Linked DNA regions of Mus musculus: region 1 is linked to region 2. The links are chromatin contacts, called in public promoter capture Hi-C maps. All regions are on one chromosome and are shown on one strand. Each heading gives the region's core, a stretch centred on a gene start, on an enhancer-like site or on the middle of the called end of the contact. The rest is flanking DNA. Distances are from core to core; before and after follow the strand shown. Region 1 holds the start of Rpl39l (ribosomal protein L39-like). Region 2 holds the start of Abat (4-aminobutyrate aminotransferase).

Region 1 (2,700 bases), core at 32-2,531, 1.7 Mb before region 2:
ACATACCAAATGAAAGCCTTAGCATCCTCAACTGGACCCCTTTTTAAAAGCCTGCCACGGTGATAGTACCACTGATGTGTCATGAGACCATTGAGTATGTGAGTCTGACAGGGAATTTCCAGCCCTGTGTACTGACCAACCAGATCTGGCCCTCCACCTCCCCTAAAAAGCCCCATGCTTTTGTGGCTTAGATTAGCTTATTCTGCAAGCCTCCAGCAGTTCTTCAAATGTGTTCCTTAATATTTTATTTGACCAATTGCAATGACTGTTTGCATTGGAGTGATTCTACTATGTAACAAAAAGTATGAAAAGTTGTCATCTCTGCCTTCTTTTTCTGTTTTACTTTGGTTAAGACTCCTTGCTTGACTTCCAAAGGCATGGTAATCACTGAGTATCCTTCTTCCTGTATCATATCTCTCAAAACTGGTGTTGGCAACTAGTTAGGCTTTAACATGCTTTGGAGGACACTAGAGTCAGGGCCCCATGAATACACATAATCAACCTTGTATTAAGCCAAGGATGGAAACTGCAGTACTCTTTAAATACTAGTCAGGGGAACAGGACCTGAGTCATATCTCTGGCCCCATAGGAAGACATGGTAACCCGATTTGTGTAGAAGGTTCTAACTAGATATCTAAATCCTGTTCAAAGCCCCAAGCATTATAACTGTCAACGAAGAGACTCTCTAATACATAAGGGGACATCACGAGTTCCTTCTGTAAAATCAATCCAAATGGGGCTGCAGGGCTGAGGATGTAGCTCGGGTGGCAGTTGTGTGGCATACAGGAAGTCCTAGGTTTAATCCCAGCCTGAGGTAGAAATTCGCCTCAACACAGTCAAAGTAAAAGTGGATCAAGAGGACGAAATCATTGGAAATGTTTGTAAGGGAAACAAAAGGGCCGAGTAAAGGAAAGGGAAGGGGACCACAACTCAGGAGAAAAACCACTACAAAGATCTAAAAGGAAATTGCTGGGCTTTAAAAAAAACAACTAACTGCCATATAGTGTTTCCTCTTACCTCTTCCCGGCGAGTTTAAACCAGATTTGAACTTGGAAAGGCAGGGTGGATTTGAGCGCCTGACTCTGCCGGGTTTCCTAGAAAAAACAAAAAACCGAAAGTTTCCTTGAGCCCCAAAGCTGAGGTGGTAGCACAAGCCCAGGCCGCAATGCCACACAGCGACCCACCTGTGAGCCCTGCACCGCGGGAGCCCTGGACCACACACCAGACCAACCACGCTGCTGCAGGCTCGGCAGTTAAAAGAATGGCGACCACCGGAAATCCGGAAAGGCCTGGGAGCTAGGGAGAGGCAGTGGGTGTTGAAAGTACGCAGGCGCGGATTACGTAAAGCAAGCGCTAGCTTCCAGCGCTTCCGGGTACGGCAAATTCTGGGGCTGAGTCTCGGTACCTTGCGCTTGCTAGTCTTCCGGGGATGTCTGTTAGAACTGTTAAGGCCTTAGGAGCTTGAGATTCAGAAACTGCCAAATACTATTGCACAGGACGGAAATGTTCACCTCTCAAGTATAACAGGAATGCTGCTCTCCACCCCCAGGACTCAAAATATGTTATGAATTATCTGCAGATAAAAAGCTTGCAGACATGAAAGGATATAAAAAAATAACATGTCATGTGCCGTAGTTGCTCTTGTTCATAATCCCAATATTTGAGAGGTAAAAGAAAAAAGAAGTTCAAGGTCACTCTTGGCCACACATAGCAATTGCCAAGTTAGCCAGGGCTACATACGACCCTGCCTCCAAAAGCAAAATCACATGTCAAAGCCACATGTACGATCCATGCCCGTAATTAAGTCCAGGAGCTCAAACTGACAAAGCTGGCAAAGAATCCCGCAAAGGCTTCTGACCTCAAACCCATGTTTATACCGAACCCACATAAAAGTGGCATTCTGCCAGGATAGTTCTACAGTCCATTCAGTCACTGTTGGTTTGGGGGCTCTATAGACATTTTGTACTAAGTTATAGCTCCTGTGTCCAGTGTCAGCTGCATTTTCTCTGACTCACACCATGTCGTCTAAAGATAAACTGGTCCCTATTAAAGGGTAAAACTATCTCCATCTGACATGGAAGCTTCCTACTCTCAACAGTACCTGGTAGCACAGATGGTTCCTATATGAAAGAAACCATGACTCAAAGATAGATTCAGCAAAAATGCTCCTTATCTGAGACTATGGGGTGGAACCTAAGGCAGTAAGCTTTCCACTGGACACCATCCCGATAGTCATTTCTGCCTTCAGAACCCACAGAGCCTCACCCTGATGTGCCTCAGTGCACAACCTTTATTCTCTTGGACAGCTTGTCTTTCATTGTCTGTATTAGAGCACAGTCTGCTTCTGGTGAAATGGAGTTATGCTCATGTATCTTTGTCACATAGTCCCAGGGTTTCTTGGTGGGTAATTTCCAGGGGGCAGGATTGGTGGGATTTCAAGTCCTGAGCTTGGGTCAAACTCAGGGATTGGTAGGATTTTGTTTCTTGGCCTTTGTGCCTGGGGTCAGGGTGTTTTTCCTTTGGCCTTTTCACCCTACATTGCTCAGATACATATCTAAGCCAATAGAAAGGACCCTGATATAGCTGTCTCTTGTGAGGCTATGCCCGTGCCTGGCAAACATGGAAGTGGATGCTCATAGTCAGCTATTGGATGAAACACAGAGCCCCCAATGGAGGAGCAAGAGAAAGTACCCAAGAATC
Region 2 (2,700 bases), core at 62-2,561:
TGAACGGTCAGTCTTAATGTAGATGCTCTTTTACATCGTAGGATTGCAGGCAGGGTTAATTGTCCCTCCCAGAGCTGTCCTTTGGCCTCCAGGAAACATCTCTCTCCCCAACCCACATCCCAGATCCAGAGAACAGGCCAAGATTCAATTTTTTCCTGTCTCCTGACCTGCCCCCACCAGACCTTCTCAGGCTAGTGTGAGGGAGGCACACAGCTAAGCCAACAGTGTCCCTAGACCAGTGGACAAGCCCAGCAGCAGCCTTCTCTTGGCCTAATGCCCAGGGAATTCCATCAGGCAATATCCACGGGACTTGATGGGGGCAGCCCCAAGAAACGAACAGGGGACCCTTGGAAGTGGGCCAACAGCTCTTCTCTATGTTGATAGCCCTTTGTCCAGGCGGAGAGAGACCTGCGTCTGTAGGGTAACACTGAATAACAGACTTTTACATTTGTGTTGGAGGTGGGGGTGGAAGGGGGTGCCTGCTGGTCCTGCAGTGCCAAGGCCATCTGTGCTCTTAGAGTTTGGAGGCTCTAGGCCTGGGAAGTGGAGGCCCCTAAAAGCCTTGTTTAGGGGGTTATGGCTTCTCCTATAGGTGGGAAGAGACTTCATAGGAATAGAAGAGAAGTCATTTGTCCCCAGAATCCAGCACCTAGTTTCTGGAATGGGCATGCAGGTGATTTGGCCTGGGATGTCCTTGTTGAAAGGAGGGTCTTACTCTCCAGGACTTTCACAGTTGGGGAGGGATAGGACCCTTCTGTCGAGCTGTGTCCTCAACATTCCAAGGAGACAGAGAGAGAGAGAGAGAGAGAGAGAGAGAGAAGCAAGAGAACCTAACTTAGATTTTTAGGAAAGGGAGGAGATGAGAAAGGGTCTAGATATTAGCGGAGGCAGGACTCCACTTGGGGGGGGGGGGGGGACTCTATTCCAAGGACTAAACGAGGGAGGGATTTCCCCCTCCAGCCAGTGGGCAGGACGGACGGCCCCATTTCTGAAGGTTACACGAAGCTGTTTTGCTTTCTGGGGCCTGGGAGGTGGGAGACCCTTTCCTTTCGGAGCAGGATCCCGCGTACTGGTTGGATGGAGGGCCCGGATTCTAGAGGAAGATGTCCTTCTCTGGCTTCCTTCAGAAGGGCGAGCCACGCGCGTACAGACGCGTCGCACTTACCTCCAGGCCCGGGCTGCGATCTACAGGCTGCGATCCGCGGGCCGGACTTGCGCGATCACCTTCCGATGCTCCTGGCTGCGCCTGGCGTCTGCTCCGCTTCCCCCAGCGACTCACCAGGCTCCCAAGCTTCGCCGAGCCACCCTGGCCAATCAGCACCACTGCCTCTAGCCCTTGCTTGCGCCTCAGCCAATGAGAGCACCCGCCATGGGCCACCGCCCCCGGGGGGAGGGGGAAGGCGGGGCGGGGGCAGAGTCCGACCTCCGTGGATAGGATGCGCCCGGGGGTCTCCGAGGAGGGCCGCGAGGGCCGGAGCAAGGGACTTGGGGAGAGGCAGCCGAAGGATCCCTAGCAAATCTGATGGGGGCTAGGAGTCCTCTCCTTACAGGAGGGAGGGACTTTGCAGGCTAAGGCGAATCTTCAATGTACTCCCACCCCACATCACTGTTTTAAGATCCTGGGAATTGCTGATGAATGGAGCTGAACCCCAACCCCGACCTCTGTGCTTCGGATCTGGTCTCTGGAACCTGAGAATCCGGGGCCCTGAAACAGAACTAAAGCACCTGTCGGCACTGGCCCTCCATGCCACCTTCTGGTGCATCAGTGGTGCACAGCAGGTCAATAAGAGTGCTAAACTGAGAGTCAGGTCAGGACTCAGGACAGGTCTCTTTCCCAACCCTTCCTCCATTTCCTTAATGGTAAAGGAAGGCAGAATTGGTTCTATCTCTTTTATGAGTAGAAACAAGATCTTAGATGTAATAGAGATGTGTTCAGAAAATTGAAGATGCACTGGAAACCAGTTAAAACGAATATGTGAGTGACCAAGTCCCACACCTTTTCTTTCATTAAAAATAAAATTTATTTCAATCACGTGTCTATCTGTCTATGTATATGTGTATGGATGCTGGAGGAGGCTATTGGAATCCTGGGACTGCCTGGAGCTGTGGATACAGGTGGTTGTGAGCTGGCAGAATGCGGTGTTGGGAATAGAACTCAGGGCCCCTGCAAGAGCAGTGTGTGGCCCTAGTTGCTCAGCCATCTCCTCCCCCTTTCTCCTTTTGTCTTTCTTATTTCACTTATTTATTTGTTTATTTGTTAGACAGGGTCTCTCTTCATAGCCCTGTCTATCCTGAAACCTGCAATATAGACCACCCCAGCCTCCAGGTCACAGAGATCTGGCTGCCTCTGCCTCCAGAGTGCTGAGGTTAAAGGCACCACCATGCCTGGCTCCTTTTTCATTTTTTATTTTTATTTATTTGTTTATTTTTAAAGGGAGGGAGGATTTATTTTAGTTTGATGGGATGCAGTGTGTGTTGCTCACTTGCTTGCTTATATTTAATGGTCTTATAACTTTCCAACGTTATTTGGACACAAGGTGTTATCACTCATTGATAAAATCAAAGTTGCAAACATTTAACCACCTCTAGGATTTTCCCAGGCAACTGTGTCATGATCTGGCCAACTTTTACAGAGCCTGGAGGTCCCTGTTGAGTCCAGGAATCCAAGCAGCCTCATATATAGTTATTATGGATTGTAAA

What was found. Promoter capture Hi-C pulls out the DNA fragments that hold promoters and counts their contacts.
Region 1: a contact with region 2 is called in a promoter capture Hi-C map of embryonic stem cells, with 2.6 times the contacts expected there. The contact joins the promoter of Rpl39l here to the promoter of Abat in region 2. A contact is called at or near these places in 2 of 39 promoter capture datasets (embryonic stem cells and hippocampal neurons).

The regions. Positions count from the first base shown.
Region 1 is chr16:10,168,809-10,171,508 of GRCm38.p6, reverse strand. It overlaps Rpl39l (ribosomal protein L39-like), which reads right to left and starts at 1,281. Exons shown (of 3, transcript NM_026594.2): 1 at 1,185-1,281; 2 at 1,018-1,094.
Region 2 is chr16:8,512,040-8,514,739 of GRCm38.p6, reverse strand. Abat (4-aminobutyrate aminotransferase) reads right to left here and starts at 1,311. Exons shown (of 16, transcript NM_172961.3): 1 at 1,166-1,311.